2 separate regions of the Drosophila melanogaster genome follow, and region 2 is linked to region 1. The links are chromatin contacts, called in public HiChIP or PLAC-seq maps. All regions are on one chromosome and are shown on one strand. The core of a region is the stretch at or near the end of the contact, and the rest is flanking DNA. Distances in the headings are between cores, read along the strand shown. Region 1 holds the start of CG1835. Region 2 holds the start of CG1314.

The links. HiChIP or PLAC-seq counts read pairs in DNA pulled down with a chosen protein or histone mark.
Region 2: a contact with region 1 is called in an H3K27ac HiChIP or PLAC-seq map of the Kc167 cell line, with 2.7 times the contacts expected there. The contact joins the promoter of CG1314 here to the promoter of CG1835 in region 1. A contact is called at or near these places in 1 of 107 Hi-C or Micro-C datasets (the Kc167 cell line) and 1 of 6 datasets of contacts at active chromatin or transcription factors (the Kc167 cell line).

What each region holds. Positions count from the first base shown.
Region 1 is chrX:20,659,158-20,663,956 of dm6, forward strand. CG1835 reads left to right here and starts at 2,760. Exons shown (of 3, transcript NM_167709.3): 1 at 2,760-2,831. It overlaps Cyp6v1 (Cytochrome P450 6v1), which reads left to right. Exons shown (of 4, transcript NM_001298570.1): 3 at 668-1,486; 4 at 1,821-2,268. The coding sequence ends at 2,096.
Region 2 is chrX:20,866,768-20,871,566 of dm6, forward strand. It overlaps CG1314, which reads right to left and starts at 2,630. Exons shown (of 1, transcript NM_134567.2): 1 at 1,222-2,630. The coding sequence starts at 2,572. The coding sequence ends at 1,436. The region is part of intron 3 of shakB (shaking B); the gene reads right to left.

The DNA.
Region 1 (4,799 bases), core at 1,510-4,009:
ATATTTTAATATTTCGAGGTGCGGCACTTACACCAAGCTACTGGGTAAAATTATTAAATTCAATTTTTTAGGTTCCATTAAATTTCCTCTTCTGATTGTAATGTTTCCAATTTTGATCAATGAGTTACGAAATGGCATATCTTATATTATTGATTATTAATGATAAAAGAACCTCTCTAACGGGCCATGTTGCTATCTGGGGCTTATCAAATCGAACCTGTTTATTGTTACTGACTTGTTGTATCTTATCAAAGGTCACCACCAACTACGGCATTACTACGAAAAAAAAACCATAACGTTTATAGCTCAAGACTTTAGCTCTCCTCTGCTTAGTTTGTTGCCTAGTCGAACCAAAAGTTCTATGCAAATTAATGCTAAGAAATCACAAACTGTGTGCGTTTCAGTAAAACAAATCGAATTTACTAATCATTGTGATAATGCAAATTCCCATGACAAAGCTGAAACTCATGTCCAAACGGTTGACAAGTCTCTAAGGTTTTTCTGTTGTATATCTGTTATGCAAATATCAAGAATCACATCGAGGCACTAATGAAACAAACACTTAATGAAACACTGATTAGCTCTAGCAGCAACATTTGGATACCTATTTATTGATTAACAATCCGTTTGCTCTGTGCTCCTTGTGGGATGTTCTATATCTCCGTAGATCGGCTGCGACTTGGAGTGGTATCTGAAGCGTCTGACTCGAGATCTTAGACGCGGCGACGCGGAGCGAGGGGCGATTGTGAGCATCAAGGACGTGTGTGATCTGTACAACACCGACATGATAGCCAGCATCGCATTCGGACTGAGATCGTACAGCCTGAGGAACACGCAATCGGAGATCGGCTCACATTGTCAGGACCTGTTTCGGCCGAATGTGCGTCGAATAATCGACTTGTTTGTGATCTTTTACCTGCCAAAACTGGTGCCGCTGCTGCGGCCCAAACTTTTCACGGAGCCGCATGCGGAATTCCTGCGCCGAGTCATCCAGCTGGTGATCGAGGAGCGGGAGCGTGGCGGTGATCTGCGCAACGATCTCATCGAGATGCTGCTGACGCTCAAGAAGGAGGCGGATCTGCAGCAGGACAAGTCGCACTTCACGCACCATCGGGACTTCTTGGCCGCTCAGGCGGCATCCTTTGAGGTGGCCGGCATTGAGACCTGCTCGGCGAGCATGTCCTTCGCCCTCTACGAGTTGGCCAAACAACCCCTGATGCAGTCGCGCCTGCGCCGCGAAATACGTGAGGCTTTCGCCAGCAATCCCAATGGGAGGCTCACCTACGAGGCCGTCGCCCGCATGGAGTTTCTCGACATGGTCGTGGAGGAGACTCTGCGCAAGTATCCAATTGTGCCACTCTTGGAGCGCGAGTGCACGCCGATTAACAAGAAGCGCTTCTACTCGCTGAGGCCACACGCCGAGTGCTACACCCGCCGTGGGATGCCCGTGTTCATATCCAATCTGGCCATACATCACGATCCTAAGGTGAGTGCGCAGTTGCATTTAACACATTCCCATAACTGCAAAACTGCAAGTGTTGTTCAGCTCAATCAGTAGTTTGATTCATAGAGCGATCGAGCTAGGAAAGTTTCGGGCATTCTGATATCGAACAGACAAGTATCTGTATTAGTTCCTAACGAGTTCCTATTTCTATGCATAATATGCATGAAACATATCCTTATACCAAAGAAGCTTTTAACTTGTATCGGATATTTAACATGAACAAATTGGGGGAATGATTTATGTTTAATCATAAAGAGTAGTTAAAGTAATATTTCTGTCTAGAAGAGCGTTATTCATTGGGCTATTTCCTTTGCAGTACTGGCCGGACCCGGACCGATTCGACCCGGAGCGCTTTAGTGCGGCGAACAAGGCGCTGCAGGCGCCCATGTCCTACATGCCCTTTGGGGCGGGGCCGCGCAATTGCATCGGGATGCAAATCGGACTGCTGCAGATAAAGCTGGGCCTCGTTTACTTCTTGCACCAACATCGCGTCGAGATTTGCGACCGCACCGTGGAGCGGATTCAATTCGACGCCAAGTTCGCGCTGCTAGCCAGTGAGCAACGCATATACCTCAAGGTCGACTGCTTATAGCCGCCGATCCCATCCAATATCAGCAGCATTACGCTATGGGTTCCTGAAGGGCGGGAGCAGAGCCCCATCGTCATTGTTTTTGTAAATATTTCGGCATGCCTCAAATAAACTTTGCTACGATCTTTTTTTTCTAATCATTAATACAGCTGGCTTGTTTTATGATCTATTTGCGAATTTTAGAAGTACATAGAGCTATTTATTATTATAAGGTGTGTGCAGTACTATGAATTCTCTTTAGAGATATTAGCAGTAGAAAAAAATTTGCAAATTATTCTCAAAAGTATTTTCTCCTCCCACTCGAATTTAAAAATGCTCCATATGCATCATATTAACCTCATTTCATGGGTTAATATCGCTCTCATCTCGTTCGCCATTATTCCAAAGGTGTTGTGGGGGAATAGTGGAGGATCATCGGACTCCATTGAGAGGGAGCAGTGCCCCCGATCTTGCTTTTATTTTTTATGGTCCCGATTTTCTCCACATGCCACCTCAGCGAACTCGAATTTATATTTATTGGCAGGGGGTCGACGGGGGAGGGTCCATTGCGTTCCGTTTCGTTTCGTTTCGTATTGCTGATAACTTATCAGTCAGCCGGGTCTCGGAGGCCTTTGCCCGGTGGCCTGATCGCTTCTATTCTGATTCGGATTCAGTTTCGTATTTCGGTCTCAGATTCGATGGGCTGGCCGCCTACGTCACTGCCATCGCACACTGGAGAGCTTCGGAAGCAAAGTTCAGGTTTCTGGGCGTCTAGAGTTCTAGTGGATTAGAGTGGACCGCAAAAGTGCTCAATAAGTTGCACGTAACATCGTTTAGTTGACTGGCACTTTAAACAAGTCCCAATATAATAGTAGCCCTTTATAAGTTTTAACCGATTTAAAAAAAAAAGGTGACCCCGAGCTAAAGTTTTCGAACCGTTAACATACAGCAATCAAACTTTGAGTGGATTGTAGAATGTAATGTTTGAAAAGATGTGAAGAAACCTGTCTTCGTACATAACAATCTAAGTTTAATACAAATTGGTGACCCGAACATTATGTTTTAAACCATTCACCATTCAATATCGCTCTGATCAAGGAAATAAATAGTGAAAATAATACTAAATCATAGTGCTAAACTAGGAATATAAGAAACAAATGTGGTTCAATCAGTTGCTGATCCCCCCCGCAAAGCTTAAAGTTCAAACCTCACATTCGATCTTTCGATCTTCGTGCGAAAACCGGTTGCGAATAGCTAATTTGTGGTCAATTAAAATTACCATAAATCGAAGCGTCGGAATTGGGTAATCAGTGCTTGTCTGGCCCCGATGAAAATGAAACAGTTGACAGCTGTCATTCGATTACAGGGAATGCATCAAGCATCAACTTTGATTTGTACACTACAAGAAAATAATAGTTAAAACTAAATACTAAGAGTTGTGAAAATAAATTATATACAAATACAAATATAGTGTAATATATAATATATGTAATAATTTGAAATCGCTTAGTTTCCAATATTAAAAACTATAACTATTATATTAAATAGTAATATTTTATTAACTAAAAGTCGTGTTAAAAATTACAAAAAGGCCGAGCTTACTTTTTCCGTGTACTTAATTCTTCTTTAATGTTTTTTCTTTCTATATAACAAGCCGACATCGACGTTGGCGGCGTTATGCAAATGCTCACACCCAAAGGATGGAAAACAAGCGGAAAACCGAAGGGTTTTTGTGATTTCCTCGGAAAAGTGCGTGCGCAACTCTTTGAGGGGAAAACCCAACCCGCTCGTTTTTCCACTGTGCTGGTCAGTTTTTATTAGACCGCGAAAAATCAACAGTGGCCGGCTCGTCGGGGTGGTCTGTTTTCCGTTTTTCCGATCAGATCCTTTGGCATCGAGCCGCCTGCCTTTCTTGTATTTGGTCCTTACGCGCACGCCGCTAAAAGGGTTTTATTACAGCCTCCTGTAAAATGTAATGTCATAAAGTTCCGAGAGCAAATATTGCAGCAAGCTACACCGTGGAAAAATATGTGTTGTTATGGAAAGTAAATAAGTTAGTTACGTTAAGTGCGGATATGTAAGATAAGAACTATTGTGCTTAATAGAGTTGCGGTTGCGATAAGAATTGTGATAAACGTACTGATGGCTTGTATTTAAATTTAAGATTATTTTTTTTTAATTTAGCCACTCATTGAAGTTCTAAGTTCAGTGTATGCATTCAAAGTGGCAGTATATGTTTAGCGTTTTACTTAAGGCGTTTTGAAAATATGATGCCAAAAATTCTCTTGTATATATACAAGATTAGTGTCTGTGTGCATCTTTCGAGTAATTAAGTTGGTATATTTGAAATAAACTTTTTTGCGCAGTGTACGATTTGGACTCAACATTTACTTTTCGCGTCGAGTGAATGAAAGGGGAAAGAGTTGCACTCAGCCTCCTTCAGCAGTTGCAGTTGCAGTTGCTGTTGCTGTTGCCTTCTGGGAATCATTTGCGCCCTCGACCTTCCGCTGACCCATCGACCTGGGCTAATTTACATAAACCTACGCAAACATCCCAGGAACAACAAACAGTGCGTTCCCGAAAGGGTGAACCGACATCCCAGATGTTGTTCTGCACCGAAAGAAACCTGTATTGAGTGGCAACTTTCAAAAAGAGACACATTAAATGGAATTGAATGGGTAACAATCATAAAAAATAATCAAGTAAATAGTTGGAGGTGGTCGAATG
Region 2 (4,799 bases), core at 1,380-3,879, 210 kb after region 1:
GGACCGGGGTCAAGGGGTCCAAAAACTTGGCAGACACGGACACAGATGAGCAGACCGCAATGGAACTGACCGCGGGGATTCACTGACCGAAAAGAAGAAAGCAATCTAGCATCGCAAAATATAAGCGAAAAGGATTGGGTCCTTAAATGGGTATTCTCTATTTACAATATTTTTGTTTTTGCGGCGGCATAAAAATTGTAGTGACAGCCTTATATCAATGTACTTGATCGTTGTCACTAATCTACGATTACGTTCGTTAAACCGAAAACCGAAACCAATCCTGTTCGGGCGGATATTCGTATTACTTGAAACAGGTCGACCCATTTCTCTCAGTGCTCGGATGCATTGCTCATAAAGCGTTCAGCGGCCCTGGCACAAATGGTGCGGGGGGTGTAGTCCTCTTCAGGGGGGTAACACTGCTGCATTAACGCTGACCGAAAAATCTCTGCAGCTGAAGTTGAGCTTACATTTTCTTTTTTTTTTTTTTTTGCAACCGAATAAAAAGGACAGAAAAGTATTTCGCGGACAAAGCAGCCAAAACCACCTCCGCCCACCCCCGGCGGTGCTGTTGCAACAATAACGGTACATTACAAGTGCCAGGCAAAAGCATCGAGTTAGTTAGTTTGCCGCCACAAGTCCCCTTGGCCCCTCTCCACAACACCCCTGTTCACAATTTCTGCGGTCTTGTTAGTCTGGGCTGGCAAGTTGGTTAAAAAGTTGTTGATGCAGTTACTCCTCCTTCTGCCCGCCACGCCCCCTTTTGCGACGACATTTGTGCTAATGGCTGCCAACGACCTGGACAGCAAAACCGAACAGCCCTTGTCCCCCTCTTTTACGACGCCCCTGCCCCACATGGCAAACATGTTGCATACGCTGCGGCGTAAGCGAAAAATTTCCAGCGAACAGCTTTTTGGCCAAGCAAACACACAGCGGGTTAAGTGGGCGAGTTTGCCACAACATTTGTGTTCAAGAATAATTAAATTAAGCTGTCAGTCTGACCGAGAAAATTGCAAATACACTCAACATTATGATGCACTTTCAAATGTACACATACCATACATACAAGTTTGAACTCAAAGGGCCGATTTAATGGCAGTTCGAAACTATTATTTATTTTATTTTATTATCGACTAAACAATTAATTATTTAAACCTATTGAACGATGTAAATGGCACTTTCAAACTAATTTGTCATCGCATTAATTAATAACAATTTAATTTTAGTTCTAATAAGGAATTTGATCTTTACTGATACAATTTTGATGAAAATTTACAAGATTGCATATGTTGAATTGCTTATGAGATATGGTATTTCGTCCAAGTACAAAGTGATCCAAAATAATTTAAAAAAACTTGAAACAATTTTTAGGTACAGTATCAAAGTAATGCAAATAATTTTGAAAAATCATTCCAAAAATCATTGTGATAGACTGCGTTTAGTTCGCTTGAGGCCCTTCTGAGTTCCCAATAAATACCTCCTCCTTGGAGGTATTCTCCTTTTCCGCAAGTTCTATTTCGATGTCGTCTTCGCGAAAGGTGCCCTCATTAGGATTAGGCGATATGGGCCCCACTCTACCCTCATCCTCTAGAATGGTGAACTGTAGGTCGACGTCCAGCGTGTAGTCTTCAGTGTGCTCCTTCATTTCGCGATGTGTGAATCGCATAAAATGCGGACTGTCCGAAAGCAGATCGCAATTCTTCAGGGTCTCCGAGCCTTGACAGGTCTGAATCATCTGCCGACGTGGCACTCCCGGAGTGTTTTCTCCGATATTCACGGATACCAACAAAGGCGTCTGGGCCTGGGGACAGCACAGCCACAGAATATAGATATGGGTCACTCGCGGTCCGACGGGCATCGAGTCCCAGGAAGTCTTCCACAGCATTATCAGGACGGGCAATTGGCACTCCCAGTCCTTGTAGATATTGGGTAGATTTAAGTTCCTGGTCGCGTTGTTGCCACTCTCGTAGATCATCAGACCCACACAGTTGCTTTTGCCCCTGTCCTCGGGCAAGGATTTTCCACACAGCTTCAGAACCTTTGGCTCCTTGGGCTTCATTTCCATTGTAATAATGTGCTCGTGGTGCATCAGGCAGTGACTTAGGAGCTGCTCAGGATTGAACATCAAGTCGCAATTGCTCAGCGGACAAGCCATGTCCAGCTTCTGCAATCTCCAGTATTTGCGCACCTCGACTGCAGTATTTCTCAGCCGCTCATAGCGAATTTCCGGAGAACTGATTCTGCCATGTGGGGAAGCGGAAATGGCTTCTGCGCCGCCGCGCATGGGCACTCTTCCGCCCGCCGGAAGAGACAGCTTGCAGTCCATATACAAGCGCCTACGGTGATCGGGCATCAAGCTGGTGAAGCAGATCTCCACCTCCTCATCGGTATCATTACCATCGTTCTCGTTCTCCAGACGACATGCACTCGCCATCACAGCTTCCGGCGTGGTGTCCAGGGAGTACTCCGACTGAGCGAGATCCAGGACGGCAGATATACCAATGCCAGACTCGGAGCACCTACAGAATGCACCGGATGTCGATGGTTGCTCGCCCTCGCAATTGTTGTTCTCCATTTAGGAATTTTTAAGAAAATGTCGGTTTTTTTTTTTTGTGATTATAATTCTGTGTGAGTCGAACTGTTGACGTCTCGACGTAAAATTATACTGATGACAGAAGGTTAGAACAAATGAAATCAACTTTTGATTACTTATTTCACAAACTACTTGTTTATTTTTTTTTTCTAACGGTTTCAAGTTAATATTATGTGATTCTTTTAATGAGTTCCATGACGGAGTCACGAGCGTGGAATTATCGTCTTTAGAAGAGATTCCTAGACTGCAACTGAGACAATGCTATCAAAACTCTGGAGAACATTTTGTTGCATTTGTAATTTCCGGTTTCGCACACACATGCATACATAGTTGAAAAAGAAAATGCGAAAGAAAAATGTGTCAACATACAAGACAAAGCAAAACACAAACAAAACTCAAGTTGCCTCTGTAGAACAACGAAATGCAACTAGGGGTAAAAAGGGGGGAGGGGGAATCGCTTCCAAGGGAGAGGGCAACAGTCGGACTAGGACTGCAAACTCCCTGTGGCCACCCCCCTCCCACGCCACTACTTTCGTCCACCTCCCACTGGCAACTCCTTTAGTTTCAAATCGACAATGGAATGAACCGCCGCAGAGGAAGTGCGGTCTATTGCAGTAAAATCGGAGTTCAATCAACATATGTCAAGACCTTCAATAAATTTAAAAGATTATGACTGATTAAATCAAAACAAATTTTAAACCAATTTCATAAACCAATTTCATAATAACACTGATTATTTGGATAGCTTTTGTTAATTTATTCACTGTAATATGTATTAGATATTTAAAAACTTCTGTATAGCAAGTGTATATTTAAATTGATTCCGATTGTAATTTATTTAAGCTAATGAGGACAAGATGCATGAAGAGATAAAAACATAAATGAAGAACGTTATTTCAATTAATAAGTATTTTTTGGGACCTTTTATACATTTATGTCGCGCAACTTGGTAACAATAATAAAAACGAGCTGAGTCACGTGCTCGCGCCGTTTGTTTATGGCTTTCTCCCTTTTACTTCGCTTTTACTTCATTAGTTTCGAGGGGAAAACTCCACCTCTCTTTCCTTAGCCATGCTCCCTGGGTTTTCCGCTCTTCCCACTTGGTATCGCTTTTCCTTTTCGAGCTTTTGAGCTGCAATTGTCAGCTTACAGTGCAGCCAACCGCAAATGGCAAACAGGCCAAAGCCGCTGTATCTCTAGATTCGATGATATCTTTAAGACGGATTTTCATTGCTTACCGTTTGCTTTAATTGAGTTTTTACAATTTGATATCTACCTAAAAGGAAAGTAGCCTTCTTCATCATAAGCAACCCTCACCTGAAACAAATAAGAAAACATTTTTGTCAGCGAATCAGCATTCAAGAAGTGCTTGTATTAAGAACCAACAAGGAAAGGATTTTAAAAGGTCAATTGAAGAAAATTCAACTTTGAGCTCGCACATTTGCACGCACACAGACCCCCGGGATGCAGTGGGGTTAAGCGAAGGGTTCATAAGGCACATATCCACACATAAAGATTTCCATTTCCCTGCTGCTGTCTTGACAACAACCCAGACAACAATGTGTAAAACAATTGTGCTCGCAGTTAATTTGTGTGGTACGACAATCTAGTATCACCTCAGCACTCGAAGAAAAAACGCGCAGAACATGGGTTCTCTTATCGAAAAGGATGGAATATCGACAAGGAACCATATATTGAGCAAAGTAAACTGCGCTAATATTGTCATTATCTCCAAAGTTTATTAAGCATTTAATGATTTTAATTGCGAATATCGCCTGAAATTTTGTTCGCTTGCTGAATGCTCAGTGTATGCTGTATGATAATATTACTGCGAGTGACACTCGCACACATGGCGTATACGCAATGTGCCAAAGTTTATACGAAATTAATGTTAATTACGACGCGAGTATAGCTATCCATCTCAGTCGCACGGTCGTGGCAGCATCTGTGTCCTGTCGGGAAGTGGGCGGAAAGTGTGGGTGGGAAATGGAAAATGGCAGGGAAATGGGGAATGCAATTTGCCAGCAGCGCATTTAACAAGCTGAACGCGCTTAAGCCGAAGGATTCAGCATCGAATGAGTCGACAAAAGTGCATCGAATCGTCCTGAAAAGGAATGATTAATAACCGTAATCGATAAACGTGAAAAATTGATGCGTGATGGATGCACGAATTACGAATGAGTCCGTAAATTAAAACTCGTGGTACATA